Regions from separate parts of the Mus musculus genome. Here region 2 is linked to region 1. Evidence: chromatin contacts called from public HiChIP or PLAC-seq data. All regions are on one chromosome and are shown on one strand. The core of a region is the stretch at or near the end of the contact, and the rest is flanking DNA. Distances in the headings are between cores, read along the strand shown.

Region 1 (6,609 bases), core at 2,438-4,937:
TTTGGGATGAAATGAGCAGGGACTTAGCAAGCAGGGTTGATCAGAGAGAGCAGAGATCCTGAAATTCAATTCCCAACAACCACATGAAGGCTCACAACGATCTGTTCAGTTACAGTGTACTCATATACATAGAATAAATAAATAAATCTTTAAAAAAAAGAGTGCGTCTGCATGTGCGTGGATGCAGTTCTCCCCTTCCACCTATATGTGGGTTCCAGGAACTGAACTCAGGCTGTCAGGCTTGCATGCCAGATGTCATGTGATGTCAACTGCTGAAATATTTCACAGGCCTTTGTTTATTTATACTTCATATTGTATGCAGTACATGTATGTGTACATATGTAGTTTACATGTTTGCAAATGCATGCATATGTGGGTGAAGAATAGAGGTTCACATCAGATAACTACAACTCCAAAGATATATCCTTAAAAACACTCAAGCCTTGCACATGCCCTGATCCACAAGACAGGAAGATTCATGCTGCACACCCCATCAGAGCATGAGCCCAGCTCCAGCGAGCATCATGAGCTATGAGCCTTCCCTCATGCCACGCTGAGCAGAAACATGAACCTGAGCACGTCAGTTATAAAACCTAAGGAAGGGAGGGGAGAGAAGAGGGAGGGAGGGGGGAGGAGAGAAAAAGGAGGAAGGAGGGAGGGAGGGGGCAGGGAGAGAATAGAAATATTTTCCAAACCTGAATATATCCTGGGTGTCTAAATCGATATGAAGTCCATTGATGAAGAGCGCTGAGTCTCCAGGCTGTAATCCTATAGTTCCCTTGAAATACTGAAAGCACACACAAAGGCAGGGAGAGCACACTTAGCAAAGCTTGCTCTTCCTGGGCTTTACTGCCCACATAAATCTTGACATTCCTAGGCTAGGTTAAGACTGTCTTCTAGCCGGGCATGGTGGTGCACGCCTTTAATCCCAGCACTTGGGAGGCAGAGGCAGGCGGATTTCTGAGTTCCAGGCCAGCCTGGTCTACAAAGTGAGTTCCAGGACAACCAGGGTTATACAGAGAAACCCTGCCTCAAAAAACAAAAACAAAAACAAAACAAAACAAACAAAAGACTGGCTTCTATATTCTCCACACATCCTCCCCTCCTGAGCACCTACTGCAATGAGCAAAGACACTGCCTTACTGGGTCTTCATCTTTCATCCTCCCCTCCTCCCTCCATTCTGATAATGACAAGATGATTTCTATAACATTGGGCACGCGGAGCAGGAACACCAAGGGTCACGTATCAGGAAAGAAACCAGAGGGGCCAGGAAGTGGCTCAGTGGATAAAGAAAGTGCTTCCCATGCAAGAGGGAGGCCTGGGGTTCAAATCCCCAGAGCTACCCACGGGAAGGCCAGGTAGGCAGGCATGGAGATCCATCTGTAACCTCAGCACTGTGGGAGAGATGGGACCCCAAAAACAAGCTGGCTAGCTAGATAAGCTGAATGTGTGAGTCCTAGGTTCAGTCAGAGACCCTGCCTTAGTAAATAAAGTAGGGCACAAATCAGAAAGACACCCAACATCAACCCCCAGGCTCTGTACACATCCACCCAAATACATACGTACCCACAAAAATGTGTTCCACAAACACTCAAACACATACATACATACATGCATCCCTCACACACAACATAATATAAGTAGGACGAACTGAACAAATATTATCTCTATTTAATTTTTAAAATAACATGTTTCTTCTTGGCCCACAATAAGTAAGATATTTATTCTTTTGAGTTCCTTTTCCAATAATTCTCTGGACTACAAAGAACTAAAGCTTACAGTTCTGCCTTATGCGGGACACCAATGGAATGTACATGTTTGTTCACTGCCTTAGAAAGCCCTTTACAATTATCTCCTTAATACTGAAGGCAGACGCTATCTACAGTCAGTGTCTCAGGAAGATTCTCACTTCTATCAAGTCACATGGGCTCTGGAATTCCCCCTACCTCTGTCTGCAAATGCTAGACTACAGTGCATAAGCTTTGCTTTTTTATGTTTCTGTTGCTTTTCCTGATTGTGATGCCAATCAAAGCTGAGCTGGCAAGCAACACAAGGGCCCCTTAATAAAGTCGAGGACTGGAAGAAGTACTCTAGACAGTGGTGCAGTACTTTAGACAGTGCAGTGGTGCAGTACTCTAGACAGTGCAGTGGTGCAGTACTCTAGACAGTGCAGCGGTGCAGTACTCTAGACAGTGGTGCAGTACTTTAGACAGTGCAGTGGTGCAGTACTCTAGACAGTGCAGTGGTGCAGTACTCTAGACAGTGCAGCGGTGCAGTACTCTAGACAGTGCAGTGGTGCAGTACTCTAGACAGTGCAGTGATTCAGTTCTCTAGACAGTTCAGTGATACAGTTCTCTAGACAGGACAGAGGTACAGTACACGAGACAGTACAGTGATACAATATTGCTAGACAGTAGAGTGCCGTGCAAAAGGAGTTACCAGATACCAACAACAGAATTTTGGATGAACTCTGAGAACACCTTCACTTTCCAGTACTCAGAGGACTAGGAAAAGGTATACTTCTGAATTCTAGCACTGCATGGGAAAACCAAACAGTGAGAAGCTGTTGTGTCTCATGCTTCACAGACACGGCAGCATCAATCAGAAAACAATATGAGAACACAAAAATATAGAAAACACACATCTACATATACAGCAATGACAAAAGAGGCTATATATCTGAAAGAATAAAGAGGGGGAGGGGGAAGGAAGAGAAAGAAAGATGTAATTATATTATAACCTCAAAAAAAAACATAAAAGGTTTTAAATATGAACTACAACAAAATTTGCTTAAAAACAAAAACAACAAAACCACAGAAATGATGGAAAGCTGAAGCAGCTAAGGACTGGAATTCCAAACCAGGGAAGGGCAGGCAGGCAGAAGCACTAGCCTTCAAGCCAGCTCAAGTCATTTCCCAGAGTGCATGTGAGACACCAGACGTGGCAGTGTACATACATCTGTTAACCCAGCCTACAGCACAACCAGCCTGGAGCATACAGTACAGCGTCAGAAACAAGTAGAGCCTGCCTCAGCAAGGGAAAAGACAAGAATGTCTCCTCAAAGTGTCCTCTGACCTCAATAGTGAGCCATGATATACTTATATGTGCACGCACACACGCACGCACACAGACACACTTAAAATAAAATAGAAAAGAATTGGAATTTTCTCCACAGGACAGTTTCAAATCTGCTCGCTTGGGCCTCTGAGATGGTAAGAAAGACTAATTCTGAGCTTGTACATACAACCCAATGTAGATCAAGATCTGAAACACAGAGGAGATTTCACAGTGAGAAAACTCATCACACTGGATTTAAGATTTCATGCACACTTGTGTTTCATCTTTAAGAATTTTGTGTGCATGTATTTAAGCATTTTTAAATAACATGCTTTACTCAAAAACATTAAAAATCCAAGAAATACCAATATAGCTCACATAAGTTAATATTCTGCCTCCCTGGCATGTGGAACTGTCAGAACATGGACCAAGAATGAATGGAGTCATGTGAGGGAAATTCCAAGTGCTTGTGAGAAAACTCTAAGAAAACAAAACAAGAGTCTTGTGACCTCCGTTCCTTCGAAAATACAGAATTGTCCTTGTTTCTGTGCTCCTCTGAGGTGTGGTGGATAGGGGTGAGTCACGTCAGGCTGCTCAATACAGCTGGCTATTGTTATTTGTTTACTCACCTCTCTAGAAAAACATGGCTTTGCCGCATGTGGTTTGCCCTTAGGACTGGATACTTTACTCTGTGACTCTTCTTAACCCTGAGAGTACAAACTGTCTGACACTCTGAGTAAGGCTGGCTTAGCATGAGACTTTAGTCCACTTCATTTTCAGGCTTTATTCTCCCAGACCCCACCACCCTTAGTGCAGTAAACAGGGGATCGTAAATTCAAAGGTATAGTTAACACTGCTATTCTGGAAAATAAATGTACATGCAATTACTAAATTGAGTGTTTTTATTTGTTTTTTGTTTTTTTGAAACAGAGACTGATGTGCCCCAAGCTGGCTTCAAACTCACTACATAGCCACGAATGGATGGACCAAGAAGTTCCAGTTCTCCTACCTCTACTCTCACACTTGGAGGTTGCAGGTGTAGTTACCACCACCCATGGTGATGTTTTTAATTTAGTAAATATGTGTGAAGTATTTGGTTTCTTTCTTTCTCAAATCTACTTAATTAACTAACGTCCTACCCATAATGAAATCTAGGGGTAAAAGCGGCTAATTGAGGCCAGGTGTGGTGGCGCACGCCTTTAATCTCAGCACTTGGGAGGCAGAGGGAGGTCAATCTCAGGGCCAACCTGATCTACAGAGTTCTAAGACCATCAGGAACACAGAAGCCCTGTCTTGAAAAACCGTAAGTGAATGGATGGATGGATGGATGGATGGATGGATGGATGGATGGATGGATGACGGATGGATGGACAGACAGACAGGTAGATAGATGGATAAGCTGAACACACCCACAGCTCTAGGCCAATGGATGGATTCTGGAACAAAGGGATAGGAGGGAGCAGTGAGCATCCTGGCAGCCTCCAGGAACTACATGTGGGGCTGACAGGAAAGGAGGACAAGAGCCCAGCTTCCACGTGGAATGCACCAAAGGCAGGAACGAAAGGCTTAAAGACTTAGGAGGCCCACACTCCCTGTTGACCGCACCCCCAACCTCCAGTCAGGAGCCTCTCCTAAACAAAATGCTACAAATCTGATAAAAAGTACTGTATGATAATAGTATTACTAAGAGGAATACTACTAAATGCTACGAACTTAATTCAAGTCTCTCCATTTTTTAAAGCTACAGCCCAGGAGTGTCTTCTACAACAGTGGAGTACTTTCTAACAGTCAGCAATACCTTCTGGTTCTCTTCCACTTCCGCTCTAAGCTGCGCGCTCACAGCCGTTTTCGTTATTGCTCTAAAAAAGGATAAAAGTGTGATCAGTGTTTAGCTTAGCATTCCATATAAAGGTCTTCAGTTTTCCTGTTTTTAGACATGAACCATATGACTCAATAAATTATAAAAATAAGAACTAAGTAAACCTCACAGCTGCAGAACTGGCAAACGTGTTCACCCTGCAGATGCCGCATGGTGGCAGGACGTGACAAGTCTGGTGGCTTCCGATTTCTTGACTGTGTGGCCCTACTCCTGATGTGACATTTGCTGCTCAGATAACTAGCCAGCAGAAACGTACTCCGGCTGACTGCTAGTCCTATTAAATCCTCTCGTGGAGGCTGAACCCTGTGTGTCTTCCAGAAGCGTAATGGCTTTAAGCATAATGGCTTTAAGCGTAATGGCTTAAGAAATCTTCCATAGGCACTCCACGGTGAAAAAGGGGCTTACTTAGGAAACTCTTAGCCAAGAATTTAACCTTAGTTATTTAAGACAACATCTGGAAAAGTTTCTAAGAATTTGGCTTTTAGACAATTTTGCCTCACATTCATAGTCAGAGATTAACACTACAGAATAGACAGCAATGTCAGGAAATTCATTCTGTTACTATGAACAAGTCAGTCTCCCTGAGTCTGTTTCTAAGTCAGGACCCTGAATCCCTCTTCTCTCTTCCTCCTCCTTTCAGAAGAACTGAGGATTAAGCCCGGAGCCCCGTGCACATGAGGCAAGTGTTCTGTCACTGAGCCCTAGGCAAAGCCCCTCTTCATAAGGATTCAAAAATGGCAGTATGGACCAGACTGTGGATTAGCTGATGTGGCCTAAGTGGGGCAGTGCCAAGAGCATCTAAATCCCTCTCTCTTCAACCACACAGCCAACAGCTGTCACGTGTTAGAAAGAAGACACTGATCGCAACAGTACTTACAAATAGGTTTCACATCCAAGCATTTTTACATTTTAGTCACATCATGTTCTGTGCAAACATGAAAACAACAGGGAACAATGTGAAGGAGAGGGATGTACCAAAACCTTAGCACATACCTGGCCTTGGTAGGAAAGTTCTGACTAATGTCCTTCATCACCACCAGAGATAATGCCCCAGAAGCAGCCAAGATTCGGGCAGCAGTCTGGAAGCTGAGATCTGCACAACGGCACATGTGACATTAGAGCACAGGAATCCATGGTAATGATGGTAGACAATGTCCCCAACACTACCCACAATCCATTGAGGGTGAAGACGCCATAGAATGGAACTATTCCCGACGGTGTCCCAGGCTTAGCTCAGACCTCGTTCAGGTGGACCCTGGAGCTTTTACTACGTTGTCCATGACTCCATCCATAAAGTCCTAGGCTGTGTGGTAACTAACACCTAGCAGATGAACTTGAGCCCAAATCCTGTTGTTGTCTAGATTTACAATGTATTATAAAATAGAGCATTAAGATTATTTACCCAATGACCTCAGGGGAAATAGCTTGAGAAAATTTTGGAATATCCTTTAGAAAAGAAAAGTGCACATATATTCTGCCCTTCCGTGCCTTTAACATTCTATAGATGCACAATGAAGACGTGTGCAAATGCGTACAGGAGACCAGCTAGAAGGCTCAGTGAGTACAGGTGCTTGCTACATATAATGCAAGCCTCATTGACTGAGTTCAATTTCTTGGAACCAAAACAAAGATGGACAAACCAAACTCTACAAAGCTGTCCTCTAACCACTAC
Region 2 (6,609 bases), core at 1,626-4,125, 260 kb after region 1:
GTGGAGGCCAGAAGAGGGAGCCAGGTCCCCTGGAACCAAAATTAGAGACAGTTACAAACCACCAGGTGGGTCCTAAGAACTGAACTCAAGCCCCCTGCAAAAGCAGCAAGTGTCCTTAACACAGAGCCACCTCTCCAACCCACTGGCTGGATTTTATATACTTCTTTGTTTGTTTATCCATTTATTTATTGTGGCACTGTAGAGTGAACCAAGGGACTCATGCAGACTAAGCAAGAATTCTACCAAAGCTATATTATCAGCCCCAGGTGTCTGGACTTTACACAGATGGTCTGTTTTATATCACAGGCTAGCCCTGTAAAGTCTCACTGTGTCCCAGGCTAGCTCCTTAAGGTCTCACTGTGTACCCCAGGATGGACTTACCCACACAATCCTATTGCCTCAGATTTCTGAGTGCGGGGATTATAGGCCTGAACTACCACACCTGGTAAAAATAGTTTAAAACTTTTCTTCTAAGGGGCAGGATAAGGTGCTCACCACCTCGCCTACACACCCGAGCTTGAGCCCCAAGACCCACACGGTGAAAGGAAAGAGCTGAGTCCAAAGGTTGTCCTCTAATTTCTGTGCATGTGCCATGGTACATGCACATACCCAGACACACACATGTGCATACACATATGCACACACATACACACACACACACACACACACACACATATATATATATATATATATACATATATGTGCACACACATACACACATGAATACACACACACACACACACACAGAGTCTGCTTTTCAAGGGAACCAGGTTCTATTCCCAACACTTGCAAGGCTGCTCACAACGGTCAGCAACTCTAGTTTCAGGGGTTTTAACACCTCCTTCTGGCCTTTCTGGTGCACATGACACACGCCGGCAAAACAGCCACACACATAAAATAAAATTTAGAATAAAAAAATTTCCTGCATCTGGCCATGGCGGCACAGACCTGTAATCCCATTTGCTAAGACAGGATGGTTGCAAGTTCAAGGTTTGCCTGGGCCACCAGCAGGCAATTTCAAACCAATCTGGGCTAGTAAAAAGGGGTAAGATGGGCAGGGTGGCCCTGGGGTTAGAGTTCAATGGAGGAGCACTTGCTTGGTAGGTAGGAGGCACTAGATGCAATCCTTAATATGGGTAAATATATACATAGCATCTGAACTACGTGTGTACAGACTTATCTTGTGACCATCCCATATACAGCTGTTAACACAGAATTGACACCATGTTAGATGTCAAATATTTCAGAGATGCTTTATGGTCAGTGAGGAGGGGGTTGGACACATTGACTCAATAGTGGGATACTTTTGTAGCATGCAGGAGGCTCTGTTTGATACCAGAGCTTCAGAGAAGAGAAGGGTGAGGAGAGGATCTAGGAGAATACACATCCGTGGATTTCGGTGTCCTCCAAAGGTCCTGGGATGGGATGTGATGACCGGACTTTCAATGGATAGCCAGTGTGGTTTGTTGACGAGACAGACAGAGATGTGATAGGAAGAGAACAGGGAAGCATAAGCCCAGGAGATTTTGCTATGGCAACTGGAAAAATAGAGTTGTCCTATAGAAGGAGAACTATGGGAAGAGCTGAGTGTGGTAGTACACATGGTGGTGGTGGGGATTTGGAGTCTCAGCACTTGGAAGGCTGAGGTAGAATGGTTATGAATTGGAGACCAGCCCCTAGCTACATAGGGGGTTCCCAGCTGAAGAGACCCTATCTCAAGATGATGGTGGTGGTGGTGATGATGATGATGAAGGTTGGGGAGATGTCTCAGTAGGTAAGAGTGCTTGCTATACAAACATGAGGACCTAACTTAAAACTTCCAGCATCTCTATTAAAAGCCATCAGTGGCCGTGCATGCCTGTAACCTGGTGCTGTGGAGGAGTGGACATTGGAGGACTGCTTACTGGGGCCTGCTGGTTGTCAGCCTAGCTAGCTAGGTACAGTGAAAGACCCTGTCTCAAGAAGTAAGGCAGGGGGAGATAAAGCAGGACAGCTAGTGTCCTCTTCTGCCCCACCCCCCACTACATATATGTGTGCACAGACACCATAGACATACATCATACATACAACAACATACATACAACATACATACAACAACAACAACAACAACAAATTTTTTACGTAAGAAAAGAACTGGACTAGCAAGGTGCTAGGCTGCTTCCCTGTGATGCAGTCCTCTAGATTCAGTCCTCAGCACAGAAAGAAGACAAAGGAGACACTACCAGGGGGAGTACTGGTGGTTCTAGGCTTCTCTGTCTATTGAGCCCCTAAGCAGAGAACAGTTGGTCTAGTAAAGCCACGTTTCCAGCCTTTAAAAGGAAGCTACTAGAATCCCAGGGGGAAGACTCCCAGGAGGGTTGGTCCTTGGTTACTTTTCCATTGCTGTGGCAGAGTATCTGACAGTTTAATGGAGGAAGGATCTGTCTCTGTCCATCATGATGGGGAAGGCACCGCAGCAGAAATGTGGGCTGGCTGCTATGCGCAGGGTGCAGACAGGAAGCTGGAACCAGAGTCTGATAGAACCTTCTTCAAAGGCCGGCCTTCGTGACTGACTGCCACCAGGCAGGTTCCACCTCGTAAAGGCCCCAGAGCCGTTACAATGGTACCACCAAATTCAAAATGTGAGCCCAGAGGTGGTGTTGGCCTGCCTTTAGTCCCAGCATTCGGAAAGCAGAGGCAGGAGGATCCCTGTGAGTTTGAGGGCAGTCTGGCCTACATAGTGAGTTTCCGGATAGCCCAGCTTAGGGAGACCCTGTCTCAGAAAAGTAAGCGGAAACCCAATCAGTCAAACAGAAAGACTTAAACCATGGCATTCAGTAAAGGGTAAGTCCCGTGAGAGCCAGACTCCTCATGGCTGTTTTCAGATTTACAGTCTTTATATGGAATATCAGAGTCTGCCTGTATGACCAATAGACTAGGAATTTCACAGGAAATAAGAGGTGGTTTGTAGCTTTGTAAGTCGAGGTCACAAAAATGCACCTCGTCCAGGCCCCTCCCCCCACTTCCTTGATTTACTTATTCTGGGGAAAGCCGGTTACCATGCTGTGAGTAGCCCCAGATAACACAAACCTACAGCCCCCTGCCAATGGCCACGGATAGGAACTGGGGAGTGGATTTCTCAGCTCCTGATCAAGCATTCAGATGACTGCAGTCCCAGACAACACAGAGTACAGCGTGTGAGCCAGAACCACCCAGATAAACGAGTCCTTAATTCCTGTGGCTTGGGAATTATGGCTTAGTAAATGTTTACTGTTTTGAGCCACTCAGCTTGGAGGGGGGCAGGGAGGGGATATGTTATGTAGCAAAAAATAACTAACATACTTCTCACAGTCAAGTGGTGGGATGATCCAAGAAAGAGAGAGAGAAAGAGAGAGAGAGAGAGAGAGAGAGAGAGAGAGCTTCCTGCCACCATAGACTCCCTCCTTAGGCAGAGAACTTAACGCTCTGCTCTACCCTGGTACCACCATAGCAGGAGGATGGGAAGTGGAGAAAGACTTGGAGTAAAGAGGGAGGTTGGTGATGGATGGTCTATACTGTAACCATAGGGAGACTAGTCCAAAAAGGATGCTTGCGTGCCAACACGTTATACGGCTTTTCCTGGGTAAACAGGAACCAGCATCTGTCTGTTCATTCCAGATAGAGCACTGGTCACAAACCAAAGAAGCGATCCATCCAAACCTAGCTCTGAGAGCCAGTGGGTTTGCAGGGTGTACTTATGAGGAGATGGGTGATGGATCATTTGTAGAAGCACAGATGCCGTGGAGGCAGTGTCATCCCTGAGAAGCCCACTCCAGCAAGGGTGATAACTCAGAGAGGCTGCATCCTTATTTTCTCCCTCAAGGCTTGCAAAAGCAGGCAGCTCAGCAGGGTGCAGAGAGTCTCCTCTCCCTGGCAACTGGCACTCTTGCATCAAAACCTTGGGGAAGGTCTTTGGGAATCCTGTTTCAGGACATCTTTTTTTTAAATTTTATGTATATGAGCACACTGTAGCTGATTTATTTATATATTTTATGTGTATGAGTACACTGTAGCTGTATAGATTGCAGATGGTTGTGAGCCTTCAAGTGGTTGTTGGGAATTGAATTTAGGACCTCTGATCGCTCCAGTCAATCCCGCTCAGATCGGTCCTGCTTGCTCAGGCAGAACAAAGATGTAATTATTATTATAAATAAGTACACTTTAGATGTTTTCAGACAAACCAGAAGAGAGCGTCAGATCTCACTACAGGTGGTTTTGAGCCACCCATAGTGGTTGCTGGGATTTGAACTCAGGACCTTCAGAAGAACAGTCAGTGCTCTTACCCACTGAGCCATCTCGCCAGCCCCATTCCAGGGCATCTTGAGACTTGGAATTTTAGTTCAGTTCCTGAGTCTTAATGAGCCTCCCTCATCCTGCAAGGGAGGAGCATTTCCACTCCAAGAAAATCCCTGTACAACGCAAGAGTCACTGAAAGGCAAAGTTGGCAGTAGGCATGTGACAGGACTGAGCTGAGCCTGCCACAATACCAATCCATGTTCAAGGCTGGCAAGATGGCCGAGTAGGCAAAAAATGTTTGCCACTGTGGTGATTTGTATATATGTGCTTGGAGTGGCACTAGTAGGAGGTGTGGCCTTGTTGGAGTGGGTGTGGTCTTGTTGAAGTAGGTGTGATCTTGTTGGAGTAGGTGTGTCCCTGTGGGTATAGGCTTTAAGACCCTCATCTTAGCTGCATGGAAGCCAGTATTCTGCTAGCAGCCTTCAAATGAAAATGTAGAACTCTCAGCTCCTCCTGTACTATGTCTGCCTGGAGGCTCTCATGTTCCTTCCTTGATGATAATGGACTGAACCTCTGAACCTGTAAGCCAGCCCCAATCAAATGTTGTCCTTATAAGAGTTGCCTTAGTCATGGTGTCTGTTCACAGCTGTAAAACCCTAAGACAGCCACCAAGCCTGCTGACCTGATTTCCATCCTTAAGACCCACATGGCGGAAGGAGAGAACTGACTCTAGCAACTTGTCCTTTGACTTCTATATATGCACCATGCCTGGCATAGGCTTATATGCACACAAATGTAAATAACTGCATTTGAAGAATCCATGATCTGCCCAGCCTGGGCCCACCTGTGATCCCAGCACTCAGGAAGCAGAGGATGATCCCAAATTCAAGGCCAGCCTGGGTTACATAGTGAGTTCCAGGCCTGTCAGGACTACATAGTAAGATCTTGTCCCAAGACAGCAAGGGAAACAATAACCCAAAATCTGGACACAAGTTTTTCTACCGAAGCAGTGACAGCTAAAAAGTGGAGTGAGGGAGAAGAGTTACATGGTGGAAGATAAGTAAAAATAAATAATTACTCACCTTCTCTTCCTGTCCCTAAAAGATCCCCAAACTGGAGACTTTAGGGCCTGGAAAAGAGGCAGGGAGGGGGAGTCTATGTTCCTTTCCACGCAACACCACACACACACACACACACACACACACATACACACACACTGACTAAAACCTTGGCTCACTTGTTCCTATAGCAAAACCCTTGAGACCGGTTAATTTACAAGGAAGACAGGTTCACTGGACTCATGGTTCTGGTGTCTGCAAAAGCCAAGAGACTGTGGAAACTGTGTGCTGCATCACAACGTGGTAGACAGCCAGGTCCTCTCTTCTTCTTGCCAAGCCATGATGCCCTCCTTCTAGTGACTTTACCTAATCCAAATTCGTTCTCCAAGTCTCCACTCCCAGGCGGCACCGACACAAGACTTTGAGGATTGAATTGCCAGCACATGAATTCAAGGAGACGCACCCAAACCATAGCCCCAGGAAGGACTGTACAGCCAAGAATTTCAATTAGGATAGAAAGTGGATCTAATTCAATGCTCTAGTGTAAAAGCCCTATAGGCTCAGCAATCCCAGCCACTCACTGCAGGCTCTCCAAGGAGCTTTTGTGGTGGCAAGCATTTAGATAAACTTGAAATCTGGACACCTGGGACTGAAGATCTCATGTTCTGATTTCTGAGTGGGGCAGGGACACAATCAGAACTTGCCTTATTGATTTGCCCAAGGTGATAGATTGCCACATGTGGATTGTGGCGTTGCTGTGCATCTCAGGGTTACTATTACTGTGGTGAAACACCATGACCAAAAGGTACCTGGGGAGGAAAGGGTTCAAATGGCTTATACTTCCACATCACAAATCATCATCAAAGGAAGTCAGGATAGGAATTCAAGCCAGGCAGGAGCCTAGAGGCAGTTGCTGCTGCAGAAGCCATGGAGGGATGCTGCTTACTGGCTTGCTCCTCATGGCTTGCTCGGCCTGCTTTCCTATAGAACCCAGGATCACCATGCATGATGAGCAGGACCCTCTTACATCAATCACTAATTAAGAAAATGCCCTACAGCTGGATCTTTCAGGGGCATTTTCTCAATTGAGGTTCCCTTCTCTAAGATGACTCTCGATTGTGTCAAAGGTGGCACAAGAACGATCCTGCACACCATGAGTGTGACCACTAATGAAGAAGAACTAATAGAAGATTCTAACCCTCCAAGGGCAGTTCCGATAGGATGCTTACAGCAACATGTGAGACCAGTATTGTGTTTGTTGTAGGTTGGTCAGGAAATCAATTTAAGCCCGGTGGTT

What was found. HiChIP or PLAC-seq counts read pairs in DNA pulled down with a chosen protein or histone mark.
Region 2: a FOXA1 HiChIP or PLAC-seq map of pancreatic cancer cells shows a contact between it and region 1. The contact joins two enhancer-like sites. A contact is called at or near these places in 1 of 115 datasets of contacts at active chromatin or transcription factors (pancreatic cancer cells) and 3 of 9 other capture datasets (adipose tissue, liver and pancreatic islet).

Annotation. Positions count from the first base shown.
Region 1 is chr1:36,196,849-36,203,457 of GRCm38.p6, forward strand. It overlaps Uggt1 (UDP-glucose glycoprotein glucosyltransferase 1), which reads right to left. Exons shown (of 41, transcript NM_198899.2): 10 at 5,931-6,030; 11 at 4,857-4,917; 12 at 696-787. Among named protein-coding and RNA genes, the nearest start is that of Uggt1, 44 kb to the right of the region's middle. Within about 2 kb of position 3,688, at least 31 of the 459 cell types and tissues checked have an H3K27ac peak or open chromatin away from gene starts, as enhancers often do. A contact at or near this core is called in pancreatic cancer cells, where this site is marked.
Region 2 is chr1:36,454,601-36,461,209 of GRCm38.p6, forward strand. No RefSeq gene overlaps it. Among named protein-coding and RNA genes, the nearest start is that of Gm33401, 4.1 kb to the right of the region's middle. Within about 2 kb of position 2,876, at least 46 of the 459 cell types and tissues checked have an H3K27ac peak or open chromatin away from gene starts, as enhancers often do. A contact at or near this core is called in pancreatic cancer cells, where this site is marked.